Regions from separate parts of the Mus musculus genome. Here regions 1 and 2 are each linked to region 3. The links are chromatin contacts, called in public Hi-C and promoter capture Hi-C maps. All regions are on one chromosome and are shown on one strand. Each heading gives the region's core, a stretch centred on a gene start, on an enhancer-like site or on the middle of the called end of the contact. The rest is flanking DNA. Distances are from core to core; before and after follow the strand shown. Region 1 has its middle 60 kb from the start of Gm34474. Region 2 has its middle 31 kb from the start of Tnks. Region 3 overlaps Saraf (store-operated calcium entry-associated regulatory factor).

Region 1 (4,332 bases), core at 1,569-4,068, 1.0 Mb after region 3:
AAATCTGTTTAAACTTGAACACACCCTTCTAGTTTTACATTTAAATCCATAATCCGTTTTGAATTAATTTCTGTAAAAGGCATGAGAGGTCGGGGTTCGTTCCCAATGCTTTTTTATGTATTAAGGCTAATTAAAGTTCTATAATTAAAGGCATATATTTTAAAGTTTAACAAAACTTGTGAAATTTGGCCATCTATTCATACAATACTTTCTGCATCTAGGACACAGCTTGGGCCCTGGGTGTAGGCAGAGGCTCCTCTAGGATGTGGGATTTAAGCATTCGTTTGTATACACCTATTATTTATTTGTTCATACAACATCTTCAAAGCTGTGCTTTGTGGAGAGACTTTAGGAAACTCTACTCAAGAGAGTTAACAGTCTAAGAAATTGACACAAGTAACACAAGCAGAGAGGGTGGTTGATCTCCATCAAAACTCATGTGGACCCTTGGATCCCAGTATGGGGATGCTGGAAACTCAAGCCTGCTGGGAAGTGGTGGTAAGAGACAGAGGCCTTGCAAAGAGTCTGATACCTTTCTCTGGGTGATGGGAGTGAGTGCGTCATTGCTCACAGGCTCAGCTACCTCACTGTGAGTTCATCAAAAGTCAGGGTTGCTGGGTGCTTCACTTCTAATAATCACTTCTGCTTGTCCTAGTCGGTACCATGATTTGGAGCAAAATGAGGTCCTTGCCAGGAGCCAACCAATTGTGGGCATCGTGGGATTGGGCTTCCCAGCTTGTAGAACCATTAGCATGACGGCACCTCTCTTCTTTGTAAGTCATCATGTCTCAGTCTCTGTGTCTAGTGATAGAGCGCCGGCAGCCAAGATCTGCCAGAATTCTGAAGAACAAATAGCCAAAAAGCCGGGAGAAAAGGATAACGGAGAGGGCTCAACCACTGAGATGAGAGAATGCCAGGGATAAAATGTCTTCTGATAGATGGAGGCTGTCAGTGCCCAGCCTGCATGCTAAAGGCAGTTTTCTTTCACTTCCTAAGAAACCCAACATTGCCAGCTTCTAGCAGGAACTTGCAGTGTTTATACAAACACACATTTTTTTTAAAATTTTATTTTAAACTGTGCTTCTTAAATGTAAAGATGTTTTCTTGTCTGCCCAAGTTTGTGGGCGAGCATATGGTCACAGCAACACATCCTGTCAGATCGATGTGGTGTGCCATGTGTTACCCTGTGTTTCACATCATCTCTGGTGACTGAAGAATGGCCCCTATCCTCCACCTTGCCTCAGCTCATGGAGGCAGTATGTGGGAGATGCGCAGCCTGCATGTCCAAGCCAAAGCCATCACTGAGTTTTGTTCTGCAGAATTGATCTTCCTGGGACAGCCTGATCTTCACCGCGGAAGGCATTTCCAGTGCGTCTCAGCTTTCAGTACATTCTCCTCGGCTTCTGCCTCTCCTCTAAGACACAGACATTTACACGCAGAGCCAGGATGAAGGGTGAGAGGCACGCCTCACAGTTCCCTTTGACTAATCATTTAAGAACCAGCATGACCCCGCTTCCCTTCCCGAGGCATGTCAGCCTTCTTCACAAAGAGATGGATTCTGCCGTTCAGAAATATTCTGATTTACCCCCAACTCTCTCTCAGCCCATTTCTGGTCATTTACAGAAAACAAAACAAAACCAAAAAACGACCCAGGTTGTTCACAATCAGCAATATACTCATTTCAGGAAAATTCTAAAAGCCAGTGAGGCAGTCATTTAGAATGTGAGCTTCGTATCCCACAGCTCTGAAATTACACATAATGGGCAAGCTCCCAAGGCCAGCTCACAAAAGCCTACTTACCTAGCTCCACAGACAAACCACGAGGAGTGATGGGTTTCTGTCGGAATGCCTGGCTTATACCAACTGGGAAGTCGACAGGCAGAGTAAAGTAAGTCTTGAGCTTGCTTCTACCTCACTGTTAGGATTTGGAAGCTGGGTACCAGTGAGCCAGCCCCCAGAGAGGTCAGAGATGGTTACTAAGTCACCTCTCAAATCCTAGGAACTTCCAAAGGACCAGATCATTCTAATTTAGAATGCAGAGCCTACGGATGCAGAGCCTCACTCAATTCAGTAGCCTGAACCAAGCAGGGTCAGATAAAACTGCTGCTCTAGTCTGCGCTTTCTCCTGGTCTTCCTCTTCACTGACTATGTCCCAGCCTTGGAAACATATGCATGCTACAATTTTTTCAACCAGAAACAAAATTACTCTAACAGCAAAGATGACCCATTTCTTAGTGACACACAGTGACGAGAAGATGGCGACCGGGCAGAGCAGTGTCTGAGGGCTGGTCCTACTCAAGAAAAAGGCACGGTTTGGCTGCATGAGCCCTGTAAGACAGTGGCTGCTTGCTTGTGAAATGAATGCTGTACCTGCCCATACTTCGAGCAAGAAGCCACCAAGTTCTTTGACCTTGTGCACGGCTCAGATTGATGCCATAATCCACCGAATATCGAGGCAATTCGGTAGCAGGGTGGAAACACTCTGTGCGGTAGAGGAGAGAGAGAGAGAGAGAGAGAGAGAGAGAGAGAGAGAGAGAGAGAGAGAGAGAGAGAGAGAGAGAGAGAGAGAGAGAGAGAGAGAGAGAGAGAGAGAGAGAGAGTTTGGCCTTTCTGGATCACGTCGGGGAGCAGTAACATCTACCCCTACAGCACCAGAGTGGAAACCTAACCAGAGAATCCTAGAAAAGTTAAGAGGGTTGGTTGGTGAGTTTTGTTACAAGAATCACTGCGTAAAGCCACCTATTTCCTGCTGCTGCTTTCCCTTCAGACTCACAGCGCCTCCTGGTTCTGATTTCGGGGCCGCGTTTCAATCGCCCCCTGGTGGACAGCAGGAACATTACTTTGGAAGTGGATGTAGGAGTGAAATTTCCCTTAAAAAATGCTTCTTTGGTCAAGGCTGACCAAATCATTGGGCAAAACTAGTAGATTTTTAAAGAATGTAGGTAGCCGAAGAACTCTCTGTCTTCCCAGGACCCTCCGCCCCCACCCCGGTGCTCACTCTGGAAAAGACGTGTGTCTGAATTTACCCTGCACATGACCTTGCCAACTAGGGATCCAACCAACAAGATGTGTCCAGATTGTGGTGACCACAGAGCACAGTGCTCATCAATAGAACGGCCTTTTCTTTTCTTTTTCTTTTTAAAATTGATTAAGTTATTGATTAACATTTAGATCGAAGCTTCCCCTCCCACCTCTCTTCCTAGCCCCTCCCTCTCATCCCCACCCCCTCCCGTTAGCCTCAGAAAGGATACGACCCCCTTGGCCATCCAATCATCTTTCACAGGCCTTGAATATCAGATATCCTGGATATTAGACATTACATTATGATTCATAACAGAAGAAAAATTACAGTTACGAAGTAGCGACAGAAATAATGTCATAGGCGGGGTGGGGATGGGATGTCACCACAACATGAGGAATTGTATTAAAGGGTTGCAGCATTACGAAGGCTGAGAGCTACTACTCTGGGCAGTTGGATAGCCATGACTTTTGCTTCCTCCTCTAGGGTCAGTCTTTGCCAGCAATCTTGGGGCCCTCCCCTGAATCTTTCTAACAGATGAGCAATCAGTCAAGAACGTGAACAACTTGCTCCAAATCCCAGGAAACTGTTGAGCATCTGACCGTGACAGAAAGGAATGAGACATGTTCCCATCATGACAAGCTGCTCACCAGCACTGCCTTGGAGCCGGGCTCAGAGAGAACCGGCGGCCTGGCTGGGATTTGCTGGGGGAGTGGCCAGTGCAGGCTGCTCCATAGGCAAACACCCACGCCCCTTCTGGAGCGCGCCACCCTTACCTTGGGCTCTAGCTCTCACGGAATGTTGCGGTTTTTGTATTGCCTGGGTTTGTACAATAGCGATACTCTTCCGGAGAAAAGACTAATGTTGATACCAGGAGCTAGAGGGAGGAGGGTCAGACGTTTAAGATCACCCTCAGCCATGTAATGAGTTAGGGGTTAGCCTGGGCTACATGAGACTGGCTGCCGTTAAAAAAGCGAGGGCGCCTGGAGAGATGGCTCAGCAGTTAAGGATGTTTGCTGCTCGTCCAAAGCATCTGGGTTTGGTTCCCTGAATCCATACTGAACAGCTCACTACTGCTTGTAACTCTAGCTGCACTGCAGCTGGTCCTTTAAGGAGTCTGGACTACAATGGAGATCTGCTATTGTTTCTTTCCAGCTGTTACAGGAAGGCAACTTTTGTTGCATTAAGGTCCTGAAAAATGTAGGGACACACCCTGTGAGGGTTTGTATGTTTGGCCCAAGAAGTAGCACTATTAGGAGGTGTAGCCTTGTTGGAGTAGGTGTGTCACTGTGGGAGTGGGCTTTAATACCTTC
Region 2 (4,420 bases), core at 882-3,381, 830 kb after region 3:
TGGCTTACCTTGATAGGCAGTTAGCTAAATATATTTGGGAAGGTACATTCAAAGTGAACTGTGAAATTCTCTCGGTGCCGTGCCAAGAACCTAAGAATCTATTCATCGGGCCGTGGAGAGAGCTGATGGTTTGAATGAAGCAATACGACCAGATCCCTGTTTCTAGATAAATCCTTGCAGCAATACGTTGGAATGGAGGAAGAGACGACTAGAAAGGCTAATTAAAATACTGTTGAAGTTTGGAAGGGAGAAAAAAATGAAAGTATGTTATGTCAAAACCAAAATATGTCTCCCGCCCCCGCCCCTGTCTGCCCCTTATCTAGAGTCATTTGAGTAAACAGATTCTGAGAGTACAGGCTACTGCTGGAAAATTCCATTTTTCCTTCCCAGGGGCATCTTCACTGTTGATGGCTTCCAGGCACATAGCGCAGTCCTGAAGGAACTGCTGTCAGGCAACTTTCATTCTGCTGAGTCCTTGGGTGCAAGCTCTTGTCATGCTTCAGCTCTCGGGGCCCATCCATGCATGGAATCTCTTGTGAAGTTAAGAGAAAAAAAAGATGTGTTGTCTGATGAAAAGTCACAGGGCGGAACCTGTGCAACAGCACAAGGCTTCCGCCGATGAAGACAGATTGGCACATTTTGACATTAAGTTCTTTATTTGGGCATAATTCTGTTGTTAAGACAGATTAGAAAGATGGCATGTGAAACAGATTAGCTTGTCTGTGGTTTCAAAAGTAACAAGACTCACTGGGAACCAAAAAGAATCCGGGTGTGTGTGGACAAGGATCTACCAGAGATAAGAAAACTTTCTCTCTCTCTCCATCCCTTTCTAAAATGGGTACTTCCTATGGTTTATAAAATGTATGATGTGCGAGTTCATAGAGAAAAGAGTGAATGTAGCAAGCCTGGACTGCTGCCCCCCACCCCCCTCGCGTGCTTGTTGAGAAGGCTAAATCCACCCACAATGGTTTTACAACTTAGCTGGAGTCTCTGGCCTCATTGTATTTGCAGTTTCCTACAGGAGCCACCTGCCCAATGAGCTTGGTTTGCAACATAATCCAGCTGAAACAAAGGATGGGGGTCTGTGGGCTTTCCCTATATAAACGCAGTGATGAAAATTAAACTTTGAGCCTTGATCAGAAACTTGGTCTTGGCTTCATTCTTCTCTCGCGTCCCATTCCTTTTTCATTTTCAGCGCTCCCCCCCAACCCCCGCTCTTTCAGGTAGCCAGTTCATCCATGGCTGCTGGACGGCTACAGAGAGCCTTGGAAAGTTGTACTTGCAAGCTTGGCCTTTGACTGACATCTGGGAATTTAGATACCAAGGTTTCTCCCTCATCCATTGATCAGAGTCGCTCTGTGTGCCTAAATTTTTTGTACAGACAATAAAGTTCCTGCTTATATTCATCAAGTGTTCTTGACAGAGACAAGCAATAGGGTGTGGGTGTGGGATGGGAGAAGGGAGAGTGTAGACACGATTATGGTCTGGCAAGTTCAGGATCTTAAGGATGCCCATGATCTCGGAGACACAGGCAGAGCCAATGCTGGTGTTCAAGTCCAAAGGCCATCTACCAGCTCCTAGTCAGAGGCCAGTCTTTCAAGTTTTTAAAATGATTGCATGAGGCCTACTACGTACACTGGGAAGATGATCTGCTTCACTCAAAAGTCTATAGAATTAAATATAGATCTCATCTAAAAAGAAACACCCTCACTGAAGTATCCAGAGTAATGTTTGACCAACTACCTGGGCCCTGTAGCCCAGCCAAGAAAATAGAATCAACTACCCCAGTGCTGAATACACACTTTCCTCCTGGGAGTCTGGAATCTGCTATGTAGCAGACAGAGGCTGTGTATTTAGCTAGCCTCCAGTGAAAAGCCTTGGCAAGGGATCTCTAATCAGAGCTTGACTTGCTGATAACCTTCACAAGTATTGTCCCAGCTCTAGCGACACGGGTGGGGGCGGGGGTGGACTCAGCACGTTCTGTGAGGTTCTGCTGGGAAAAGACCCTGGGAAAGCTTGCACTGCCTGCCCATGTGACTTTTTTCTTTTGCCTTTGCTGGATTTGGTCCTTATCTTTTTTGGCTCTCACAAATGGAGCTGCGACTGTGGTTGGGTAATGAATTCCACGAGTCACACTGACTCTGGGGACACCAAGCACCAGCTATGACAAGAGTCCATCTAAGGTCTTTGTCCCACTGAAACATGTCAAAAGGCACAACAAAAATAAACCACATGCTGAACACCGTGAGAAGAGCTCAAAAGCAACCAGCGGAAAGGGAAGGCTAGACAAATGAGGGCTTACATAAATTCCAAGTACTAATGATCAAGCAAATTTTATTTCCACAGATTTTCACAAAAAACAAGTTTAATTATGTACATTCAGCAAGAATGGTCATGAGATATCTCAATAGACATAGAAGCTTTTTACTGTTAAAGATAAGTACAAGGGAACTATGATTGGGAACTATTGAATAGAATTTATAGCTCGATAGGTTTTGAAATCGGTTTATTTGAATTATAAGGAAATACTTCATGTATAATGTTCTTTGAGTTTTGCTTAATAGGCATACTAATTAACTTCTCAAACTCAATAAAAATGTAGGAAATTTACCTATGTTCAGCACTTGACAAATAAATCATGTTAATTACATATTCACATGGCCAATAATGGTTCTTTTAAATCAGGCCGAACAGCGAGACTGCCTTAAGATAATTATTCTCTTTAAATAAATCATGTGTATAAAAATGATTCCTGCCAGTCAGGAGCTTTGAGGCTCCATGATGATTCAGAAATAGATGCTTCTCAAATCTTTGATTCAGTGTTAGCATCCTTCCATGGCCAGCTGTAGAAGGATTACCATCTCCAGTGCACTGTAACACATATAGATAAGGCTATATAGATTCTAAGGATGCTGGGGAGTTCAACCTGGGCTCTGTTTGTTTGTTTGATTGATTTTGCTCTGTTTTCAGGGCATCCTTTGTTCCCCTGTTGCTCTTCACAGGAAAAAAGGCAATATATCAAAATCCTAGAAAACAAAACAGTGATTCTTACAGTGTCATCTCAAGGCCAATAATAGTCCACTATGTCACCTGGGATTCTGGTATGAATATAGATTCTGGGCAGCCAGCAGGCAAGTCTGGAGACCTGAGTTCAACTCCCAGGACTCACATAAAGGCAGAAAAGAATCAATGCTGCAAACTTGTTTTCCACACATACATTGCAGGGACACACAGAGAAAGACACAGAGAGAATATAGATACTTTGAAACAAAGAACCCTATTAGAAAACTAGCAATGGATTTGAATAGAATATTTTTCAAAGAAGCTGTGTGAATGGCCAATAAACGGATGAAAGATATTTAATGTCACTAGCCATTAGGGAAATAAAAATCAAACCCACAAGAAGATACCACATTAAGACCATTGGGATAAATATTATATTTTTGGTTGTGAGCCTAGCCTTTAATGAAGAATCCATCTCTCCAACCCTAGGATAGATATTATAAATAAACACAAACATACACACCTGCAGAGAGAGAGAGATGCAGTGAAGCTGAAGGTATAAAGTGGAGCTTTGTCATTGCTGATGGGAATGTAAAATGGTTATGAAGTTACAGTTATGAAGGAAAAGGTTATTGTGATTGCTAAAAAGTTATACATAGAATTACCATATAGTACAGCAATTCTACTTTTAGTATCTCTCCTGATAAGAAATGAGAACAGGGGCTCAAATAGATACTTATACACTAATATTTATAAAGGTGATCTTTACAGGGGTCAAAATATATTCATTATTCAATTGACTATTAATAGGAGAACTAATAACCAAAACAAAATATTATTTAGCTTAAAAAAAAAAGGAAACCAGGCAAGGTGGCACATGCCTTTAATTTCAGCACTCCAGAGGAAGAGGCAGGTGGATCTCTGTGATTTAGAGATCCGTCTGCTCTGTATATAGAGTTGTTGCAGGACAGCCAGGGCTGTGTAAAGAGATTCTGTCTAAGAAAGAGACAGAGACAGGGACAGAGAGAGAGAGAGACAGAGAAACAGACCGAGAGAGACAGAGAGAGAAAGAGAGAGACACACACAGAGAGACAGAGACAGAGAGATAGAGAGGGGGAGAGACAGAGACAGAGAAGTCTAATACATACTACAACAAGGAAGAAAGTTGAGTCTGTTTTACTAGGTGAAATCAGCCAATTGGGAAAGGATAAATATTGTTAATTCTGCTTATACAAGGTAACTAGTATAGGTATATTCATGAGACAGAAGGTCAACTAGAGACTCTCAGAGACTGATGATGGGCACAACAGAGGATTAAAAAATTATATTTTAATGGTACAAGTTTTATATGGAGGATGATAATAAGTTCTGGAAAGCGCCGGGCAGTGGTGGTGTATGCTTGTAATCCCAGCACTTG
Region 3 (4,719 bases), core at 1,173-3,672:
GCTGTGGGGCATCCCATGCAGTGATGCTGTGGGGCCTCCCATGCAGTGATGCTGTGGGGCCTCCCATGCAGTGATGCTGTGGGGCATCCCATGCAGTGATGCTGTGGGGCCTCCCATGCAGTGATGCTGTGGGGCATCCCATGCAGTGATGCTGTGGGGCATCCCATGCAGTGATGCTGTGGGGCATCCCATGCAGTGATGCTGTGGGGCATCCCATGCAGTGATGCTGTGGGGCATCCCATGCAGTGATGCTGTGGGGCATCCCATGGAGTGATGCTGTGGGGCATCCCATGCAGTGATGCTGTGGGGCCTCTTCCTGGGGAGACATGAGCAAACACTGACTTGTGCAAGATGACAGACCAAAGTACCAACCAACCAATTGCTTCTTCATCACAGGTTCTACATAATTATTGCTAAAACAGAAGAAAAGTTTAATATAAAACTACTACATGGTAGTATTCATAGCCATTTTGACGGTTCTACACAAAGCATATATATGTGTGTGTGTGTCTGTCTGTCTGTCTGTCTATCTATATATATATCTTTGCTTTCACTAGTTTCTTTAATATATAACCACCAACACCCAAGTTGGTGAACCAGTGAGTTTCACAGTAGCTGGAAAGCTGGAGCTCGCCATATAACCTACAGCTGGACAGATGGCAGAGTGTTGTTCTAGGCAGCTCAGCTGGTTTGAGAGTATCTCTCGCCGGGTGTGGTGGCACACGCCTTTAATCCCAGCACTTGGGAGGCAGAGGCAGGCGGATTTCTGAGTTCAAGGCCAGCCTGGTCTACAGAGTGAGTTCCAGGACAGCCAAAGCTACACAGAGAAACCCTGTCTCGAAAAACCAAAAAAAAAAAAAAAAAAAGAGAGAATCTCTTAGTGGTCCTTACTGTTTGCATGCATGTCACAAGCTGAGGCCTGGGTGTTTACTTTCAGAGCTTAGCGAGCTTTTCTGCAGGATGGAATGTGTCTCCTGTAGTTGGAACTTAAGCCTGTGTATTAACGAGCTTCCCTCCAAGATGGAGGTTAAGCAGAGTCTCACTCTGTAGGCCTGGTGGCCTGGAACTGGCTGTGTGGACCAGGCTGACCTCAAACTCATAGTGATTTCCTTGCGGCTTCTTCCCAAGTCTTGGGATTAGAGGCATACAGCAACAAAAAGAAAAATAGCATATTATGTAAATAAAAAACATTTGGGCTTGAAAGAAATCATCAAGAAAGATGCCCCAAAGCTGGGTTTGGTGGCCCACGCCTTTAATCCCAGTGCTCAGGAGGCTGAGGCAGGTGGATTTCTGAGTTGGAGGCCAGCCTGGTCTACAGAGTGAGTTCCAGGACAGCCAGAGGTTCATAGTGAGATCCTGTCTTAAAAGCCTCCAAAATGAGCGAGAGAGAGAGAGAGAGAGAGAGAGAGAGAGAGAGAGGGGAGGGGAGGGGAGGGGAGGGGAGGGGAGGGGAGAGGAGAGGGAAGAGAAGAGAGGGAGAGAGAGGGGGAGAGAGAGGAGAGAGAGGGAGAGAGAGAGGGGAGAGAGAGGAGAGGGAGAGAGAGGGAGAGAGAGAGAAAAGAGGGGAGAGAGGGAGAGAGAGGGGAGAAAGGGGAGAGAGAGGGAGAGAGAGAGGGGAGAGAGAGGAGAGGGAGAGAGAGGGAGAGAGAGAGAAAAGAAAAGAGAGGGGAGAGAGAGGGGAGAGAGGGGGGAGAGAGAGGAGAGGGAGAGAGAGGGAGGGAGGGAGGAAGAGAGAGAGAGAAAACAAAAAGAAAGATGCCCTAATTATGCCTCTCCTATACATACATATACTCCTATGTATTCAAGAGAACTAAAGACACATTTCTTCCCCAAATCTATAAAGATATTTGCAGGAATATTCAAATAGCTAAAACCTAGAGACAGCTGGAATGTCCTTTGGGAATGAGTCATACAGTGTAGTCCATTCCTAAGGTAGAGTGTTGTTTAAGTCATTAGGAAGGACAAGGTGCTGCTTGATACTGTAACACGGGTGGGCTTTGAAAATGCTCTGCTGAAGGAAGACAGCAGTTACAGACTCCTTGGAGTCTCCTCACAGGAAATGGCTAAGTAGGGGGAGGTAAAGCAGACAGGGTGGGGGCCAGGAAGGGGAAGTGGCAGCTGTGCACGGGCTGAGGTTTCTTTGGGGATTGTCGAATTACACCTCAGCCTAGCTATTTATTATAAACAGTAAAACAGTGCACCTGAACTTGAAAGAGAATTTGAACAAAACACAACCAACAGAACCGGTTACACTGGCCTGGCTTGTACCTCTAAACCTTGGGAGGAAAACATCTTATCTGTCTACTTAGTTTTTGATGGTGCTGTTGTACATGGATGTTGTACATGCTCAGCCCCTGCCTGCCTTACACTCCAGTCTGAGTTTTGTTGTTTTGATGAGAGATATTTCTGTGTTCCCTGGCTGGCCTGAAACATGGTGTGCAGCCTCAGCTGGCCTTGGACTTGAGCCTTTGGGCAGTCATCTCTGGCTGAAACCCTGTTTTCTCTAGGTCTCTTCTCCCCCCACCCCCCCACCCCCTGTAAAATGTAAGCATCATGGACTCTTTTTGGAGTTTTATAAATATTGTTTTAAAAAAGTTAAAGAAGATTATGTGGGATTAGCCCCTGTAAAGTCAGTCCATGCTTTTAGAAAACGTGCATGGGAAGTTTTGCTTTGCAGAAATCATTAGCTCTTATTTATCTGACGCTTGTTTAACAACCATTTCACTGTGTTCACATCATTTCCCGTTCCTTTTTCTAAGTCCTCTCACACACTCCCCTTGAATTCACGGCCTTTTCCCCTTTAGTTGTTATTACTGTATATATACAATAATATACAATATACATAATTAATATTTAAATACAATGTGCTGAGTCCCTTCACTTTTGCAAGCATGTGTATTCTTAGAACTGACCAGGTGGTATTAGATAACCAGTTAGGGGGTTCTTCCCTGATACTGATTCTTTAATGATTAACATCTAAACCATCTAGCTGTACAGGATGTACCTATGACAACAGTGGCAATCAGGTGATAGTTTGAAGATTTGCCTTTGTTTTATAAATTGTGGAATAACTGACATGTGTTGTCTTAGTTGCTGTAAAGAGACACCATAACCATGGCAACTCTTATAAAGGAAAACATCTAATTTGGGGCTGGCTTACAGTTTCAGTGGTTTAGTCAGTATTATGGTGGGATGCACGGCAGGATATAGGCAGACTTGGTGTGGGAGGAGCTGAGAGCTCTACATCTTTATCTGTAGGCAGCAGAGTCTGTGTGCCACACTGGGCATAGCTTGAGCATAGGAGACCTCAAAGTCCACCCCCACAGTGACACACTTCCTCTAACAAGGCCAAACCTCCTACTAGTGCCACTCACTATGGGCCAGGCATTCAAATTCATGAGTCTATAGGGGCCAAATCTATTCAGATTACTACATCTGCTGGCTGTGTTGGTGCAGACCTTTAATCTCTGTGAGTTCAAGGCCAGCCTTGTCTACAAAGTAAGTCCAGGACAGCCAGGGCTACACAGAGAAACCTTGACTCTAAAAACAAAACAAAACAAAAACAATTACCTCCCCCGACCCCTACAACACGTACAGAAGGATGTGCAATGTGCCATCTGGGGAATAAGGAAAAGCGACAGAGTGAGTGCTCGTGTACCCGCCCGCCAGCAGTCTAAGAAGCACCCAGTAGACCTAGTCTCTGACGTTGACGCTCTCTCTTTCACAGTGGGAATGTAAGACCGACTTGGATATTGCATACAAATTTGGCAAAACTGTGGTGAGCTGTGAAGGCTACGAGTCCTCTGAAGACCAGTATGTCCTCAGGGGTTCCTGCGGCTTGGAGTACAACTTAGATTACACAGAGCTGGGCCTGAAGAAACTGAAGGAGTCTGGAAAGCACCAGGGCTTCTCTGATTATTATCACAAGCTGTACTCCTCAGATTCCTGTGGCTTTATTACCATTGCAGTACTGTTTGTTCTCGCCTTTGCGGTTTACAAGCTGTTCCTCAGCGATGGCCAGGGGTCGCCTCCGCCGTATTCTGAGCACCCGCCATACTCAGAGCACTCTCAGAGGTTTGCCAGTGCCGCAGGGGCGCCTCCTCCGGGCTTTAAGTCGGAGTTCACAGGTATGTTTCCCTGCTCAGCGGGTCCATGGGTGTGTGGGAGCTGGCCAGTCACGTGCCTGGTTTGAAGAGGAGGTTAACATTGCTGACCTACTGAATTTTTAAAAAATCTGTTCTTTTTTCCAAAAAAGATTAAAAAAAAATGTGTCTCCATCTGTGTGTGGGTGCCCATGGAGGGCAGAAGTCAATATCAGGCCCCTGGGACTGGAGTTCCAGGTGGTTTCCTTTAGCCGTCTCATGTGGGTCCTAGAAGCCACACATGGGTCCTCTTTGAGAGCAGGGTGCTCTCAGTCACTGAGCTGACTCTCCAGCCATTCCTTTTCTAAAGAAACATTTAAGAATAAAGATTATGTATGTGCATTATATGTGTGTGGGGTGTGTGGATGTGTGTGGTGCTGATGTGGAGATCGTCAGGGGATAACCAAGTCCTTCCATCTTTATTTGGGTTTTAGGTGGGGATTGAACTCAAAATTGTCAGGGTTGCACTCTGCCGAACACAGGTCACTGGTTCTAAGAGTGTGTTATGGTCACTGTTACTAAGGATGCCTGGTAAATTGTAGGTCATCATTTTAGCTGCAAAGATTTGTTAACAGGC

Evidence for each region. Promoter capture Hi-C pulls out the DNA fragments that hold promoters and counts their contacts. A called contact is a pair of places that touch in the nucleus more often than the background predicts.
Region 1: a contact with region 3 is called in a Hi-C map of bone marrow-derived macrophages, with 8 read pairs. The contact joins two enhancer-like sites. A contact is called at or near these places in 1 of 39 promoter capture datasets (embryonic stem cells), 2 of 15 datasets of contacts at CTCF or cohesin (large pre-B cells and pro-B cells), 31 of 484 Hi-C or Micro-C datasets (the 63-12 cell line, the AtT-20 cell line, B cells and 22 more), 2 of 115 datasets of contacts at active chromatin or transcription factors (astrocytes and bone marrow-derived macrophages) and 3 of 9 other capture datasets (embryonic stem cells, liver and macrophages).
Region 2: a contact with region 3 is called in a promoter capture Hi-C map of liver, with 2.1 times the contacts expected there. The contact joins two enhancer-like sites. A contact is called at or near these places in 2 of 39 promoter capture datasets (both in liver), 1 of 484 Hi-C or Micro-C datasets (the HL-1 cell line), 2 of 115 datasets of contacts at active chromatin or transcription factors (astrocytes and cardiomyocytes) and 1 of 9 other capture datasets (liver).

What each region holds. Positions count from the first base shown.
Region 1 is chr8:35,156,718-35,161,049 of GRCm38.p6, forward strand. No RefSeq gene overlaps it. Among named protein-coding and RNA genes, the nearest start is that of Gm34474, 60 kb to the right of the region's middle. Within about 2 kb of position 2,819, at least 32 of the 459 cell types and tissues checked have an H3K27ac peak or open chromatin away from gene starts, as enhancers often do. A contact at or near this core is called in bone marrow-derived macrophages, where this site is marked.
Region 2 is chr8:34,994,015-34,998,434 of GRCm38.p6, forward strand. No RefSeq gene overlaps it. Among named protein-coding and RNA genes, the nearest start is that of Tnks, 31 kb to the left of the region's middle. Within about 2 kb of position 2,132, at least 29 of the 459 cell types and tissues checked have an H3K27ac peak or open chromatin away from gene starts, as enhancers often do. A contact at or near this core is called in liver, where this site is marked.
Region 3 is chr8:34,161,414-34,166,132 of GRCm38.p6, forward strand. It overlaps Saraf (store-operated calcium entry-associated regulatory factor), which reads left to right. Exons shown (of 6, transcript NM_026432.4): 3 at 3,728-4,127. Among named protein-coding and RNA genes, the nearest start is that of Mir6395, 2.9 kb to the right of the region's middle. Within about 2 kb of position 2,423, at least 67 of the 459 cell types and tissues checked have an H3K27ac peak or open chromatin away from gene starts, as enhancers often do. A contact at or near this core is called in bone marrow-derived macrophages and liver, where this site is marked.